2 separate regions of the Anas platyrhynchos genome follow, and region 1 is linked to region 2. Evidence: chromatin contacts called from public Hi-C data. All regions are on one chromosome and are shown on one strand. Each heading gives the region's core, a stretch centred on a gene start, on an enhancer-like site or on the middle of the called end of the contact. The rest is flanking DNA. Distances are from core to core; before and after follow the strand shown. Region 1 holds the start of RIPK2 (receptor interacting serine/threonine kinase 2). Region 2 overlaps LOC101800982 (Y+L amino acid transporter 2).

Region 1 (4,047 bases), core at 153-2,652, 40 kb before region 2:
TGGGAACTCCGAGTCACCACTTTATCTTCTTCAAACTTCTGTTTTAGAGTGTCCACAAAACAGGCAGCTCACCACAGAACGTGAATCACACGACTCTTCTTCCCCTTCCACCCTTACCGGCAAGTTTGTCTTCAAGCTCTGACAAAATTCCCAAGGACCTGTAGAAAGCAGCAACTGGCTACTTACTCCCGTTAGGCGTCCTGTTTTCATATGGTATCTTTAAATTTTTAGCGTAGTGATAATCATAATCTCTTAATGGGAAATAGCTTACGTATGGAGTTACAAAGGGGCTCTGTAGCACATGCTCACTGTGTATGTTCATTGCATGTCATTTTCTTTAGGAAGCAAAATCTCTTTTATATAACAAAGCCAACATAGGATGACAACTAGAACTACTGACATGGTAAATACAGAAAGGCATATATTTATATCAATGTCTAAAATTTACGTATTGCAAACATTGCATTGAAATTATACTTCTGCATAATCACCTAGTGTGCCTGAAAGATACAGACCAAATGAAAGCTGAAAACAGGACACTTCAGGACTTGCTTTATTTGCTTTTTGGCACAGGCTGCCCAGAGAAGCTGTGGATGCCCCATCCTTGGAGGTGCTCAAGGCCAAGCTGGATGGGGCTTTGGACAACCTGGCCAGGAGGGAGGTGTCCCTGCCCATGGCAGGGGGCTGGAAATAGGGGATCTTTAAGGTCCCTTCTAACCCAAGCTGTTCCGTGATTCTACAACTCTATGGGCTCTAGGCCTAAATAGAGAACTGAGAAATAATTGCCATGCCTCCATCCGCACACTGTGACATATCACCCAGTATCACAGCCTGAAAACTTGGCTTCTTTCCCTCTTTCTCTGCTCCCTACCCACTACGGGGCGAGAAGAGGGCAGGTGAGAGCCGCACACAGCCCGAGGTCCATCCACGTTAAGGCGAGGCATCGGCTCCGCTCACCCTGTTAGAAGGGTGGCTTTCTCCTATGGGGAAAGCCACAGACTACTAATTCCGAAATAAATCACTTTTAACGAAAAACGTGACTCGGTGCCCGAGCCGTGCAGCACCTTCCCGCTAACCCTCACGTCAGGTTACCTCAAACCGCGCGGGCACGGCCGGCGATGGCTTTCTGGAGATTTCGGCTGTGCCTCTCCTTGTATCGCCGCTGTCGCGATAAATCCCCGCGGAGGGGGCCTGACCGCTCTCCTGGGGGAAGCCGCTCCTCGGCGGGGAGGCGGGCCGGGGTGTGGGGGGAGGCGGGGAAGGGCGGCGAGACGAGCCGAGCCGGGGCGGCCGTGCTGGGGCGCTGTGGGCTCCGCAAGCTCCTGGCCGAGACACGGCGTGGCCGCCCCCGGCACCCCACGAGCAGCACGGAGCCGGCCCCGGCCCTGGAACCGGCCGAGGATGAACGGCGGGGAGGGCGGCGGTGGCCGGGCGGGCGCCATCAGCTGCTCCCTGCCCGCCGTCCCCTCCAGCAAGCTGCCCGACCTGCGCTTCCTCAGCCGCGGCGCCTACGGCACCGTGTCGGCCGCCCGGCACGCCGACTGGAGGGTCCCGGTGGCCCTCAAGTGCCTGCAGGGGCCGCTGCTGGACAGGTAGCGGGGCGGCCAGGGGGGTTTGGGGGTTGGGGGGGGGGTTGGGGAGGGTCCGGGGGGACATGGGGGGAGCGGCGGGGCCGCCCCAGCCCGCGCGGTGGGGGGACGTGGGGCGGCCCCGCTGCTTCCTCCCCTTGGGGTGCTGAAGGGGGTGGTGGTGGTTTCGCCCCAGGTCTGTTAAATATGTTAAATATCAGGTTTGTAGACCCCTACATACTGCTGGTTTTCACTGGTTCGTCAGCTGGTAGCGATCGCGTTCCCTTTTCCCGGGGGTCAGGTGGCAGCGCGTTTATGGCCGAGCTGTCACCCCAGCAGCAGGGAGCAGCTTTCCAGCTGTTCCTGCCTCCTTCACTCTCTGTAATGCCATTTTTGAACCGTATCGATGCTAGTTTGCCTCTCCTTAGGGTGTAGCCTCCTGTTTTTTCTGTAGGTGTCTTTCATCTTTGCTGCCTCAGGTTTTTTTGATCCGGTGTCAGGCAGACAGGCGGCTGAGACACACGGGTGTACGTGTGTGCTTGTGAGCTTGCACACTTAAACCTATGGGACGTGGGTGTAAAAACGTGTCGGCTGTTCCTCAGTTCACAAATTTTTGGGGTTTGGTTTTTGGAAAGGTTACAAGCTAGCCCAGAAGACTTCTAGTCCTGTGACTCAATATGCTAAAATATGAAACACGAGGTTAGATGGCTTAGAACAACTTATTCCCCAGGTGTGTGTAATGCACAGGCTTTATCTCTGAAATCTTGTCAGAATGAAGTGAAGTCTCAGTTGTTTTTAAGCAGGAGCATTGTGCTGTTGTTAAGTTTACTGGTTTCATTTTCATTAATGTAAATGTAGTCTTAAATCCCCACAAATCAGAAATGCAGTGTTTGTTCTCTGAACTCACTTGGGAGAAAACAGTAAATATTACTTTTAGCCTTGCTGGGATCTAGATCAGTGTGACATCTAACCTGTGAAAACTTGACAAAAAAAGGCAACCAGGGTAATCAAAACCACTCAGGTTAACAACCATATACCATGCAAAGCTCAGAAGTACTGTAAGAATAACCAAAAGCTGCAGTAAACCTGCGCTGTGTCTGCAGTAAGTTGTGGGTTGTACTGTAGGCAGTGTAACATACCATCCTGAAAAAGCTGCCGTGAGGACGGAAGGCCAGAGAGTTGACGGTGCAGTTAATCCTTCCAACCAGGAAGCCTGTGCTGCGTATCGCAGAATTTGGCGTGCGACCTGCCCAACAGCAAGGCAGCCTGGGAGCCGCTGTGGGCTCCTGCTGGTTTAGGCATTGCTCAATGCCCCTCTGGTATGGAGCAGGCAAAGGTGAAGTGACATAGAGGCGCAGGAATAAACCTCTGTGTGTTGCAACTCCTTTCCCGGTTACAGCAGAATCCCATGCAGATGGGATGCCTCATGGTCTGGGAAAACCCCTAATTTTTCTCAAACCTATTTTTTACTAGAGAGAGGGAGGGAGCCATGTGTTTTGTCCCATGCTTTTCCTGAAGACTGACTTCTTACTTTGATCACTACCTAGAGTTTCCCAAAACAGAAGCTTTTTTCCATCACAAAAAACAGGACCAACAAGCAGACTTGATTTAACATACCACTAAATTCTAACTTTCGCTGTCATAAAAGCAGCAGGCTTTAGTTCTCTAGGCTTCCATTTTTCCCCATATACTCTGAAGGCCTTTTCTTTGCGAGGGCTACATCTACACTGAGCAGTCCACATCCCTCTGGACCCGTCGGTCTGTGCTCTGAGCTGGATGGGCACAAGGCAGCTCTCACCTGGGAGCCATATCACCAGGTTGATAGGGTGCTGTGCATGGACTTGGCTTGAATGCTGCCTTGGCCCAGCACAGCCATACAGCTGCTGAATCAGGCTGGCTCATGCAACAGCTCAGTCTTAGATGTGCTGTAAAAGTCCCGTGTTTGGTTATCCTGCACGTGTACTTGTACCTGTACCAGTCCCCATTGGTGTAAAGTCTAAATCTTTTATTATTTTTTTCTTAGGCTCCTTCGTGGTCTGAGTATCCTCACTGTGGGATGTTTGAGATACATTCTTTGAGTTATAATATACCATTTGAGATATTTTATATTTCAAATCATACTATATGCAAAAAAGATCTTTTCCATTTGCAGGGATAGAAGCACACTTATTTTTTAATATAACTTGACCCTCATACCATATGCTACAATGTCTGAAGTTGTAAAGATGCATCAAATTCAAGCCTATGAGGAGATTTGGCAATAACAAAGGGCATTCACACCACCAAATTCAGGTGTTGGTCTCTCTCTGCCCCCCGTGCAATCAGTGTTTTTTTTTTTCCCAGAGGGTAATTCAAAGCAGGAGCCAAATTTGAAGGAACAATTTACACAAAAACATAACATAGCTGGTCCTTCCTTTTCCTTCAGAAGGTGAAGGTGTATCCGTTTAACCAGCATTGTTTTAGTGCACACCAGCGTCCT
Region 2 (3,721 bases), core at 61-2,560:
TCGCACAACATTGATATGTTAATATGGAATAGTGACGACAAATCAGGTCCTGATTCCATAAATAGTTAGGTGCATCATTACTTTGACAGCTGGCTGGAGGACACCCAGTCAAATATGTAGAGCTGCTTGTGACAATGAAGACAAAAGTCCTATGAGCATCTGCAGTTGGATGTTAATTTCCTCACTATAAAGAAAGGCTTCTAAGTGGTTTTCATTTTGGGCATTTTCATTTTGAGCTCAATGTCCTGCAAAGAGCATCCAAACCCCTTGGTGCAAAAGCTGTCCTTACTCTGTATGTAACTAGAGCTTGAATCAGCAAGGAGAGCTTCAGGAGAATTTCAGTCTGATTCAAGGAGAACTTCAGTGCAAAAAATGAATATAAAGAAATCACATCTACATGTGAGCAACTCTGTTAATTTTAAGAAAACTTAAAGGTTTAAAGATTATTTAAAAGGAACAGGGATTATCCTAAAATTCAAAATTTGGTAGTTTCTTTCTATCTCTTTTCATGGAGTAAGCATCACAGGTATTTCATTCATCTTCATAAATCTAGGTGGTCCTGGAATGTTGACATTTGTTTCTGTTTTATTTCTTGAAAGAACAGTGCTCTCTGTAAGGAACATTTGAAATAGTGATGCCAAACATACTGTGCTCCTCTCATGCATATTACATTTCTCTACAGGTTCCTTAACATTTATTAATTGTGTGAATGTGAAGTGGGGAACTCGCGTACAAGATGTTTTCACGTATGCAAAAGTTATGGCTCTTATCTTGGTGATAGCTGTTGGCCTTTACAAGATTGGTAAAGGTAAGAATATTTTTACTTTATGTGAATTCTTAAAAATGAACCATACATGAATTTCAGAATCCACGCAGGAAGATCAGACGCTATAAGACTTGTATACAAAGTATTATTTATTCAGAAAAAGTTGTCTGTCATAGGAAGATTAGAGGAATTTTACGGCTCAGTAAGCACCAGTGGTTTAATTATTCTTTTGTCCTTATTGTGGCAAACCAGCGCACACCAAGTCCTACACTGCAAGGCTGAGTAGCAGATAGCAGCTGAATTAACATCAGTTTGGTGTTAACCAGATTAAAGTTAGCCTCAGTGTCTCTGTCTCATGCTAGTGAAAATTAGTAGACTAGTGTTGCTCCTTCTTCTGGGGCACCGCAGCATAGCAGATATCAGAGGAAGAAGGAATTTGCTCTTTTCTTCAGCTACAGGAACGAGCCCCTGGTCTGTGGTAAGAGGGTGTGCTCATTCCTAGAAACAGGGGACAATGCTGTAACACTGCTCTCCTGTGAATCACTGTGGTATCATAAGGCATCACAGGATGGATGAGCCATCTTTTATGAGCAGTAACTGGGCTGAACTGTATTTACATAACAGCAAAATGATCGTTTATTCCAGTGCTACTTCTGATCTTTGCATATGACAACAGATTTGATTTTATTAGTTTGGGCTCTGGTGCAGTGAAGTCTCTTCCAACTCTAGCTCTGTTGCTTAGTTACTAAGGTTTCTTTTTCATTTTCCTTTCCTATGAAATCCCTAAATAGCCATTGTGTCTTTATTCAGTTAAAATAGAGATGGTTTTCCCTCTTTGGTTTAGGAATTGTCTTTTTCTTCTGCAGAAACTAGCTTGTAAAACCTAACAAGAGTGTTTGTTTTCCTATATTTTCTGGCCTTCTCCTTTCCTTGGCTCTGGTTATTATACTGTAAAGCTACACCAGACTTTAAGGGAGGGTGTTGTTTTTTTTTTTTGTTTTTGCTTTTGTTTGTTTCTTTAGCCATAGTGGTGCATGTCAGTTGTCATACATTTGTTCAAGCCTAAAGAAATCTGAATAAATGAATGCAGTCCTGAGGTTGGTTCCTTTACGTTGTTACCTGGGGTCAGGAGGGAAAAAGGCAGAGAGGAAGTCATCCTGCAAGGAGTGCAAAACGCTGAGGGCTTGAAATAGTGGTAAAGGTCTCATCTCTACTTTGCCTGAACAGAACCAAGCACTTAAATACAGCAAGGACTGGCAGGAGAAATGATCTAGACTTCTGGAGGAAGTTGTGACCGGGTCAATGCCCTCTTTTCAATGCCCTCTTATAAACTCAACAGCTGCTTCAGTCTGTGATGCTATGATTCAATGGAAAAACCAATTGTCAAATTTTAGCCTTGCTATACTCCTTCTGACGTGCCTCTTTTTTTCAGATATGCCTCTTTTTTTTTTTTTTTTTTTTTTTTTAAACACTGTGAATGTATCTCATTTTGAGTAGGTTTGATAGTTAGAAAGCTTTTCTTGATCCTATTGGATTTTTCCTTTATTTGTTCCTTCCTGCCATTTTCTTCCGCCATGTTGCTGAAGCATGTTTGGATAGTGTAGGTTTGCCTTCCTTGATTCTTGCATTCTCCAGAGAAAAAGACTTCTATGAATGTGAAAAACTGCTATTTAGTGTTCTTCAACAATTGCATTGCTTTTGTGGTATCAGTATATTCCTTAGTTTAACCACATGGTGAAGTTGCTTCATTTTATAGGAAAGACCTTACTTTCTTCCCTAATAGAGGTTTCAGTGTATTTCTGTCTTCCTTAATACCTAAACCCACTTCCATTTATGTTAGATAGTTCGCTTTCCTCTGCAAATTCAGACAGGCCTTTCTTCCTCTTTTCAGCACTGCAGTGAAGATTCATGCAGTTTCATGAACATTTCTTCTATTTTGCAGCTTTATGCAGGTTGTTGTCTCATCTGATTGATCTAAACTAGAGGACAACTGTGAAAGAAAAGGTTTTCCTGTGTCTTAATTTTAGGGAACTGCTTTGTGGGAGAGAGCATCCTACTGAGAATGGTGTCCCAAGAAGTTCTCGCTCCACTGGTCACAATTCCTCTGGTGACAATAAAGGCATGGTTAGGAGAGGAGGAAATATGAGACAGATTCAGGAATTGAAATTGGGTTTCCAAACCTTTTCTCCCTGGCTGAGAGGGCGTAATGCCACTTCAGCACATCACCCTCCTTGGGGTCGGTGCCAGGCAGGGGAAGCTGTGAGTTCTGGTAGAATTTCACAAGTGATGTCCTAATAACAAGCATGGGGAAACGTGTTCTGCTGTCTCCCTGTTGCTGTCTGAATGTCTGCATGCCTCTCCTATCTGTCAAGTAAAAATGCAACTTTGAGGTATAGTAATGAAACCAGGATGGAATGGGTTTTATTTGGGGGGGCAGGTGAGACGTTTAGTGTAGTGTCTTTCTAGGTCCCAACCTTTGACGAGTAATAGGTAATTTGTATCTGCTCTTTGTACAGGAGAAACAGAAAACCTGAAAGCTCCCTTCGAAGGCTCAGCAACAGACCCGGGAATGATCGCACTGGCTCTGTACTCTGCCCTCTTTTCCTACTCGGGGTGGGACACCCTGAATTATGTCACCGAGGAAATGAAGAATCCTGAGAGGTAAATGCATGTTCTGCTTTCAGAGCACAGGAAAGTGTTCTGCTAAGGCAGGCAACGGTAGGACAAGCTCCTTTCTATTTGTTTCTGATGGAAGTTATTCCAACCATTTTCTCTACAAAAACTCTTATTTCCAAAAGTACTAGTAAGTGCAAGAACTCTTATGGATTATTAGAGAGATTTCTCACCAACTGTATCACATGAATAAATCATTTTCCTACATGTACGTATTTTACACCTTACGCTTTCAGGTAGAATTTTTAAAGCAGGAGGAGAATAAATTTCTGCTGAAAGCAG

Evidence for each region. Hi-C and Micro-C count contacts between places; a contact is called where the count stands out from the background.
Region 1: a contact with region 2 is called in a Hi-C map of subcutaneous adipose tissue, with 2.1 times the contacts expected there. The contact joins the promoter of RIPK2 here to the enhancer-like site in region 2. A contact is called at or near these places in 2 of 8 Hi-C or Micro-C datasets (liver and subcutaneous adipose tissue).

The regions. Positions count from the first base shown.
Region 1 is chr2:26,243,419-26,247,465 of IASCAAS_PekinDuck_T2T, reverse strand. RIPK2 (receptor interacting serine/threonine kinase 2) reads left to right here and starts at 1,402. Exons shown (of 11, transcript XM_027452444.3): 1 at 1,402-1,592. The coding sequence starts at 1,402. LOC113842885 (a long non-coding RNA gene) reads right to left here and starts at 1,261. Exons shown (of 3, transcript XR_003495758.3): 1 at 1,093-1,261; 2 at 1-158.
Region 2 is chr2:26,204,105-26,207,825 of IASCAAS_PekinDuck_T2T, reverse strand. LOC101800982 (Y+L amino acid transporter 2) reads left to right here. Exons shown (of 10, transcript XM_038175012.2): 3 at 683-808; 4 at 3,283-3,427. Among named protein-coding and RNA genes, the nearest start is that of RIPK2, 40 kb to the left of the region's middle. Within about 2 kb of position 1,310, at least 3 of the 8 cell types and tissues checked have an H3K27ac peak or open chromatin away from gene starts, as enhancers often do. A contact at or near this core is called in subcutaneous adipose tissue, where this site is marked.